Regions from separate parts of the Mus musculus genome. Here region 2 is linked to region 1. A link is a contact called in public HiChIP or PLAC-seq data. All regions are on one chromosome and are shown on one strand. Each heading gives the region's core, a stretch centred on a gene start, on an enhancer-like site or on the middle of the called end of the contact. The rest is flanking DNA. Distances are from core to core; before and after follow the strand shown. Region 1 holds the start of Tmed10 (transmembrane p24 trafficking protein 10). Region 2 has its middle 39 kb from the start of Batf.

Region 1 (4,251 bases), core at 775-3,274:
TGTTCAGGGAGGCCCTATTTAGAACACAAATTAGAAACTAGCAACATATGAAGCTTCAAGACATCCCATGAGGAGTTCTACAGCACATGTGGGCAAAGGCAGATGGTCAGACAGGCAACAGTGGACCCTGGAAGGGTTTCAAACACAGACTCAGGAGAGACCGCAACACTGAAGAGCAAGGTCTCTTTGGCTGCTCAGATTCTTTGATTCTAGGCACGACTTCTACTCTGGAGCCAGCATTAACAAAGCCCAACCAAGCCGGGCGTGGTTTAAATCCTGGGCAGAGGCAGGTGGATTTCTGAGTTCGAGGCCAGCGTGGTCTACAAAGTGAGTTCTAGGACATCCAGGACTATACAGACAAACCCTGTCTTGAACCCCCCCACCCCCCAAAAAAAGCCCAACCATTGTATCTGTATCTTTAAAATGTACTACCAACACTTTCTTGGCTGACAATTCAATATTTAAAGGGATAATAAAAAGATGGCACACAAAACAATAACCCTGAAAATAGTTTTTCTCTCCCAAATAAAGTCTGTTACATTATCACTACTGTGGCCCAATACTTTAAATATAAACAATATAGCTGAAGCTTGTTAAGATGCTCAGGGGGTTAGATCACTTGTTCCACTTTCAAAAGACCCAAGCTGGGGTCCCAGCACCCATATGGTGGCTCATAACCATCTTGAACGTCCAATCTAGAAAACTTGATGCCCTCTTCTGGCCTCCATGGGCTCTAGGCACCCACCAGGTATACATACATACATGCAGCCAAAATTAAAAAAAAAAAAAAAAAAAAACTTAAATAAACTGTTTCTATTTGGCTTAAGAATGTGACGTTTTCCTTCTGTTAAAAAGAAACAACAACAAAATAACTAGTGCTTATTGTGAATGAACACAACTATTCAGAACACAACCAACTCCACTATTAACAACTCAAAAATCTAGTCAAGCAAAACTCCACTGAAAACTGGGACCAAATGGCATTAAGTAAAGTAGCTGTCAGCATACAGGGATCTAGGTGACCCTGGTGTAACTAAAAGAAGGGACTAGAGACTATGACCATCTTGTGATCAATAATAAATCCCAGGAATCACAAATAAGCAAAAGGAAGGTTTTAGCACTTTTCCATCAATACACTTAGCTGGTCAAATCCATCTCCAACGATTGTTCACCCTACTTGAGCCTCAGTTTCTGAGTCTATATAACGAGGCCCATGGTTCCATAGGGTAGTGTTTGAACTAAACGCACAACTTTAAGTGGCACAGGAAGTGACGCTTCAGGTGCCTAATGAACAACACATTTTATCAGTCACAGCCAACGTTATTGTCTGCTTTATTCGGTAGGTGTTGAGGTATCTTATGATGCCAACCCCCCATTGATCCTCGAAACATTGCTCAGGAAAATCACGTTAATTCCTCGATTCCTGAGACTTCACAAGACACAGAACCCCGATGACAGCCCGAAGTGGAAACAGCCCTAGGTCTCCGGACTCTAGGTCCGCCAAGGCAGAACTCTGCCCTTCCAAGGGCCCCGACTTTGGCGCGCGGCCCCGCCCCGCGAACCCCAACGCGCGGGGTGAAGGGGCGGTCCCCACCGCGCAGACTTAGCGTTCAGGGATGAGGTTGGGGGGAGGCCAGGCCATGCCCCAGCCTCCGCCCGCTCGCCGGCCCGCCGGCCTCCCCCTACCTCGGCCTTCCCCGGACTACGCCTGCCTTCCTGCCGCCCACCGCCGCGCCCCGCCGCCGCACCTTGAGGTGGGTGCGCAGGCCGCCAGCGCCCCCAGACTGGTCGGTGATCTCGTAGGCGCCCGTCACCAGCAGGTCCTTGTGGATCTCCTCTCGGAGACACTTGCGAGAGTTCACGGGCAGATGGAAGGAGATGCCGAGGACCGAGCTGGGGCCGAGCAGCAACAGAAAGAGCCAGGCGGACGGGAGAGGGCCAGGCCGGGAGAGTGGGCCAAACAAACCAGACATGGTGCCGGAGCCTCGTTCACCACCCGGGGCCTCTAGCGCGCCGGAACCGGGAGCACCCACGTGACGCGCCTCTGCCCTGGCGAGGCCGTCCGCGCCATTTTGGAGATTGGCTAAACAGAAAAGGAATGTAAAGCAAATAACTTCTAAGAGGAAGCAAAGATTTGGTAGTATGTCATAACTACGAGTTTAAGGGTCTATAGAGAAGTCCCCAGGAGTTTTTCGTACACGTTTTATTTTTTAATGGTGGTGAAATACTTCCGAGTGAGCCATAGTAAGTATGGGCAGCCTCGGAAGTAATTGTTTTAAGCCCCCGGAAGCGGTTCATGCGAGTTTTTAAAATCGACGACACCATAGCAACCAGCCCCCAATAAGAAACAGCCACAAGGCCTTCTCTGAGCCCGCCCACCAGCTGCGTAGACTCGGGGCTAAGGCACCAGAGGAATTTCGGTGTCCTAACGCTTACTCCAAAGGGTGTTGGGACAGTGGAGCACTGAAGAGGGAAAACATAAGAGAAAATTTTAATTTGGCTTTTAGTGAGTGTGGGTTGCTAACTCAGAGGAGAGTGCGTAGAGGTCAGCGGGTGAATGTGGATTGGCAGGTATCCAGTTAATGCAAGTTGGGTGTTCCCAACGCACTTATTTATTTAAGACACATCAATAGTCTTCTGCGATAAACTGCACTCAAACCAACATTTAAATTTTTGTTTTGGTCCAGTCAGTGATGAGCATAAAATATTATTTTACCAGATGAGTGTTGTCAAGGGGAAGAAACGGCGTGTTTCGAAAGCATGTTCTGTACCTCCGATAGGTCTTTTTGGTTTTGTTGTTGGTTTGGTTTGTTTCTTTGGATTTTTTTTGTTTGTTTGTTTGTTTCTTTTCTTTCTTTCTTTTGTGTGTGTTTTGTTTTATTTGTTTCTGTTTTTCGAGATAGGGTTTCTCTGTATAGCCCTGGCTGCCCTGGAGCTCACTCTGTAGACGAGGCTGGCCTTAAACTCAGAAATCCACCTGCCTCTGCCTCTCAAGTATTGGGGTTAAAGGCGTGTGCCACCACTGCCCCGGTGGTTTGGTTTTTTGAGACAGGGTTCTTTGTGTAGCCCTGGCTCTCCTAGAACTCTAGAGACCAAGCTGGCCTCGAACACACAGAGATTCACCTGCCTCTGCCTTCTGAGTGCTGGTTTTAAAGGCATGCACCACTGCCCTGCTCTTTTGTAGTAAACTGATTTGTATAGGAATTGTTCATCCATCCGTTAGTAAGTCTTGATTACCTACTACGTGCTAGAGAGACTACAATCATTATGTCTAATGTGTTTATTGAGGTACATCCTTTCTGCTCAATAAACTGAGCACCAAACAATGGGAATACACACCTTTAGTCCCACCAGGGCTACACAGAGAAACTCTGTCTTGAAAATCCAAAAAGCAAACACACAGGTAAAATTCATGTCCATAAAATAAGTCAACAGACTTAGCAATCTTATGTTAAATCAGGGATAAAGTAATCAAACTAAATATTCCTTAAGAAAATAATTCCTATATAGTATTTATCGATTTAAAGAAATATTTAGTGCCTGGCACAGTGGCACAAACCTTTAGTCCCAGCACTTGGGAAACAGAGACACATGTAGCTCCTTGAATGGAGGCCAGCCTAGTCTACATATTGGGTTCCAGGACAGCCAGAACTACATAGTGAGTCTGTAACAAAACAAAACAAAAACAAAACAAAAGTTTAGCATCTTTATGTTGCAACTATAACAAGTGTTATGGAGCTAAAAAAAATATACCAAGAACCATGCTCAATATATCATGCCTGTAATCGCAGGGTTTGGAAGACCGAGGGAAGAGGATGGCCTTGAGATGGAAGCCAGCTGGGACTGTATAGTGAGTTCCAAGCCAGCCTGGGGTACATGTCTCAGAAAGCAGATACTACAACACCCAAGAATAAACAGTAGCCTATGCGTGTAACTGTAATCTGTTTTAATCAATGTCTCTTGAACACTAGCAAAAATAGAAGACTTGTCTGCCTTTAGTAATTTAGATGGTTGTTCTTTTGTTTCATTTTCATTTTTTATAACTCCTTTCTGTCTACCTGGTTCCTTTCCTGGAACAGAAGTCTGAAAACAAAACAAGTGCAAACATAATAGAGTTGTTAAGCATTTTAAAATATAGCAAATACCATATAATACTTTATGAGAGGTCAACTTAGGAACATTCAGTTTGATTGTTTTATCCCTGATCTAAGATTGATAGTCTACTGAGTATAAGTTGATAATTTGCATAGA
Region 2 (4,521 bases), core at 1,117-3,616, 270 kb after region 1:
GTCTCTTGGACACCTAGTGTTTCCAGTCCTGACTCTGCTTTTTTCTATAACCCACTCTGAGCAGGTATGAACAACTCCACACAGGCACATGCAGATGGCGCCTCCTACAGGTGCAGGCCCTAAAAGTCCTGCTTCCTGTCCTGGAAGTCATCTGTGACACACACACACACACACACACACACCCTACAAATCCAGGGAGTCAATGCTTCTAGAGCCTTCTGTGATTGCTAGGGGTGAAGAGAGTGTGGAGAACTCTCTTCCCTTTCATCCTCCAGATACCTGGTCCTGAGGACCCTCCCGCCGTCCCTGGGGAGGTCTTACAGGGTTAGGAAAGGCCTGTTACAGGTTGCTGCAGAGAGGAGATGCAGAGGGAAATTGTAGAGGGGAGGTGCAGAGGGGAGCTGTAGAGGCGAGTTAGCCGTATGACATGTGTCCCGGTTGTCTCTCTCTTTGTCCTACTATGTCCTTCCTGCTCCCCCTCTGCCTCACCCTGAGCATAAGGCTTTGTTTCAGGATGTGCTTTGCAAGGGCCAGGCTAAGCTGTCAGAAGTGGTGGGCAGTGGGGAGCACAACACCTGACTTGTGTGGAGCACAGCTGCTTGGATATTCTACATGGACTGACATGTGACACAGGTAGTAAGGGCACTCGTGGCACAGTGCTCTGAAGGCCAGTGACAAAGCTGGGGTTGATGGTTACCTTTTGTCAACTGTTTTGGAAGTCAGCTGCCCATAAGTCTACAATTTCCATGAAAGCCAGAATTCACCTTGGTAGTGTTCAAGGGCGCCCGTGGCTATATAGCATCGTACCATGCTGTGCTGAGAACTAAGCCCAGAGTCAGATTGTAAAGGCAACAGACCAATCTATGAATGGATGACTCTTGATGAAGTTCCTTTCAAGAAGCCACTGGGTGTGGTGATGACACCTTTAATCCCAGCACTTGGGGGGCAGAAGCAGGCAGATCTCTAAATTCAAGGCCAGCCTGGTCTGCATAGTGAGTTCCAGGATAGACGGGAATACGCGGAGGAACCCTGCCTTGAAAACACTAAAATCTAAAAAGGAAGAAAAGCTTATTTGTTTGTTGTCTGTCTTCATACCACAGTTTGCTTATTGAGCTCAAAGAACAGCCTAAAAGAATCTGTTTTCTTCCACCATGTGGGTCCCAGGGATCAAATCCAGGTGGCCACCCTCAGCAGTAAGCTCTCTCACCTACCAAGCACATCTCCCCGTCCCCTTGATGAATTCTTTTATACCCAATTCAGGGCCCTAAAAACAAACAAACAAACAAACAAACAAACAAACAAACCACCCTAGGGCAACAGACCCTAACACCTGAAATTAGGAGGGGGTGTTTGGGTGCTATAGAAAGCAGGCAGAAGCCCAGCGGCGTGGTGGCACATGCTTTTAATCCCAGCACTCCAGAGGCAGAGGCAGAGGCAGGCAGATTTCTGAGTTCGAGGCCAGCCTGGTCTACAAAGTGAGTTCCAGGACAGACAGGACTATACAGAGAAACCCTGTCTCGAAAAACCAAAAAAATAGAAAGAAAGAAAGAAAGAAAGAAAGAAAGAAAGAAAGAAAGAAAGAAAGAAAGAAAGAAAGCAAGCAGAAGCCATGAGGAACAAGTCAGTAAGCAGCACCCCTCAGTGGCCACTCCATCAGTGACTGCCTCCAGGTTCCTGCCCCGCCTTCCCTCCGTGATGAACAGTGCTATGGAATTATACGCTAAAATGAACCCTCTCTTCCTCAAGTCACTTTTGGTCACGGTGTTGAGAACGACAGTGTCACTTTTGAGAGGGATGGCGCCTGGCCCCAGCCTGCCCCACAGTGGCGAGTTACAGTCACATCCTTCCTGTCAGTGCTTGCCAAACTGGAAGGTGTGCACTTGGGATGAAGACTCTTGGGGACTGCAGAGTCCTCACGTTCGTTCTCCAGACTCAGTGGCTTTTGGTGGGAAAAAGCTGACTAGACTCATTTAAAACCGTTCCATCCCAGCAAGAAATCAGAAATGATACCACACCCTCTGCACGGGCAACTGCAGAGAAAGAGCGCCTGAAGCCAGAACCCAGAGGATGCGGGTGATCGTGGTCCCAACAGACCCCCATTGGACTCACTGACCCCTGAGAAGGGTGGATTGCAGAGGGTGATGGTTGACTACTGTGATTCTAGACTACTGTTGGCAGTGTGCTGGGGGGTGGTCACTCAGGCAAGGCATTCTTACTCTCCATCAACAGGTAGGATAAATAATAATAGTAGTTCACTTTAACTGGTACCATTGCTTGGATGTTGAACATCTTCCAAAGGCCCATGCGTTAGTGACTTGAACCTCAGCCTGTGGTGCTGTTAGGAAGTGGTTGGACTTTAGAGAAGTATAGCTATGTAGGAGGAAGTTAGTTCACTAGTGGTGTGTCCTCAAAGAGGATATTGGGACCCCAGCTCCTTCCTCTCTTCTTTGGGTTTTCTGGTTGCTAGGACATGAGTGACTTCCTGTGCCATGGTCTCTGGCTCATCACAGGTCCAAGGCCACAGGGTCAAGCAACTTGGAACCAAAGCCTCAGAAATAACAGACTAATCCCAAGTGCATGGTTATCTTGGATATTCTGTTGGAGCAGTGGAAAGCTGACTAATAAATGGCAACTGTTTTCAGTTCTAATTGGTAAATGTATTCTTCTCCTGTTTCACCAATGGGAGGGTCTAAATCAGCTTCCTCTCACATGGGAAAGCCAGAAGCATCCGTTCAGTGTCTAGCTTAGGGGTTACTTTGACTCTCCCGCTCTCCATCCTACTGTGACTCATGGGAAGTTTGGGCCTCTTGACACTCCATAGTCTCCTGAGGCTCCCACTGGATGGGTGTCATTATGCTCACGAGACCCTCAGAGCAAGGAGTGGCAATCACCAGACACCTAGTAAGCACAGAGGTGAGAGACAATGGGAAAGAAACCCTAGGTGGATGTGTCGACCTGCCACGTTGACAACATTCTCAGGTCGCCATTGGTCTGAAATCTCCAAAGCGTCCCTTCAAAGCAAGACTCAAGTTACTGCATGTTATACCTGCCACAGAGAAGGGGCCATGGCCTTAGCAGACCTCTGGGTTTGGAGACAACATAGTTTAAGTATTGGGGATAGTGCTCTAGCCCATGCCAGTGACTTGGAAACCTGACAGTTTCCAGGCTCTGCAGATTGTCCACCCTGCAGCTGTAGCTCATCCGTCATCTATACCATATAACTAATGAGACACCAGAGCCAAAAAGGCCATGGCACATTTGGCCTCCTCTAGATGGTTCCACTAGACAGAGCCCAGGGTAGTCCACACTAACCTATACCTGGTGTTGGGAAGTCCTTTGCCATCTCTTGCCCAGAGACACTCAGGATTTAAATGGAGGCCATTCAACCCAACAGTTTCTTGAAATGGCCTCCTCCTCCTCCTCCTCCTCTTCTTCCTCTTCCTCCTCCAGCTTGGGCAGGGGAGGGGGTCATGCAGAAAGCAGCAGCCCCTCCCTCATGCTGGGGTAAGAGAGGATGTGGTCCCATGTGGACTCTGTTTTGCTTTGCAAAGCTGTGTCTATTCCTCCATGCTCAGATTCCCAAACCAGGTAAAAGGATAATCACCCTAAAAACAGCTCTTTCTGCACATGGTGACCTGCTGCACCTTGCTGTCTCTGTAAATGCCTCAATTTAAAAACTCTTATTTTTTTTTAAGATTTATTATTATTTTTAAGTACACTGTAGCTGTCTTCAGGCACGCCAGAAGAGGGCATCAGGTCTCGTTATGTGTGGTTGTGAGCCACCATGTGATTGCTGGGATTTGAATTCAGGACCTTTGGAAGAGCAGTCAGTGCTCTTACCTGTTGAGACATCTAGCCAGCCCCTATTTTATTTTATTTTATTTTATTTTATTTTATTTTATTTTATTTTATTTTATGTGTGTGGATGTTTCCTTCCTTCTTACAACGAACATGTGCTGTAGCTTAGGGAAATTTGTCGTGTGTGTGTGTGTGTGTGTGTGTGTGTGTGTGCTAACATTCCAATATTTGTACAGCAGCTCTGGTCCCTGTTCCCCCCATCTCTACAGTACAGGTGCCATCGTCCCTCAGCTATCCCAGAGCTGTTTCATCTAGGGACCAGAAGCTGTCCAATAACTTTAATTTTTTTCCAATCCTGTTTTTAGTGATGGTTCTTTCTTACACGCGTTCGCGACCGGCCAGGAAAGACGCAACAAACCGGAATCTTCTGCGGCAAAAGCTTTATTGCTTACATCTTCAGGAGCCAGAGAGCAAGAGCAAGAGAGCAAGAGAGCAAGAGAGCAAGAGCAAGAGAGCAAGAGCAAGCGCTCTATTGCTTACATCTTTAGGAGCCAGAGCACAAGAGAGCAAGAGAGAGAATGGCAAAACCCCGTCCCTTTTAAGGAGAATTATCCTCCGCCTAGGACGTGTCACTCCCTGATTGGCTGCAGCCCATCGGCCGAGTTGTCGTCACAGGGAAGGCAGAGCACATGGAGTGAAGAACTACCCTTGGCACATGCGCAG

Evidence for each region. HiChIP or PLAC-seq counts read pairs in DNA pulled down with a chosen protein or histone mark.
Region 2: an H3K27ac HiChIP or PLAC-seq map of acute myeloid leukemia shows a contact between it and region 1, with 4 times the contacts expected there. The contact joins the enhancer-like site here to the promoter of Tmed10 in region 1. A contact is called at or near these places in 5 of 39 promoter capture datasets (the C10 cell line, liver, neural stem cells and 1 more), 1 of 15 datasets of contacts at CTCF or cohesin (large pre-B cells), 6 of 484 Hi-C or Micro-C datasets (bone marrow-derived macrophages, embryonic stem cells, female germline stem cell-derived STRA8 germ cells and 1 more), 21 of 115 datasets of contacts at active chromatin or transcription factors (the HPC-7 cell line, the SCID.adh cell line, acute myeloid leukemia and 12 more) and 3 of 9 other capture datasets (adipose tissue, liver and pancreatic islet).

What each region holds. Positions count from the first base shown.
Region 1 is chr12:85,372,693-85,376,943 of GRCm38.p6, forward strand. Tmed10 (transmembrane p24 trafficking protein 10) reads right to left here and starts at 2,025. Exons shown (of 5, transcript NM_026775.4): 1 at 1,749-2,025. The coding sequence starts at 1,973.
Region 2 is chr12:85,645,760-85,650,280 of GRCm38.p6, forward strand. It overlaps the pseudogene Gm33312. Among named protein-coding and RNA genes, the nearest start is that of Batf, 39 kb to the right of the region's middle. Within about 2 kb of position 2,367, at least 45 of the 459 cell types and tissues checked have an H3K27ac peak or open chromatin away from gene starts, as enhancers often do. A contact at or near this core is called in the HPC-7 cell line, acute myeloid leukemia and bone marrow-derived macrophages, where this site is marked.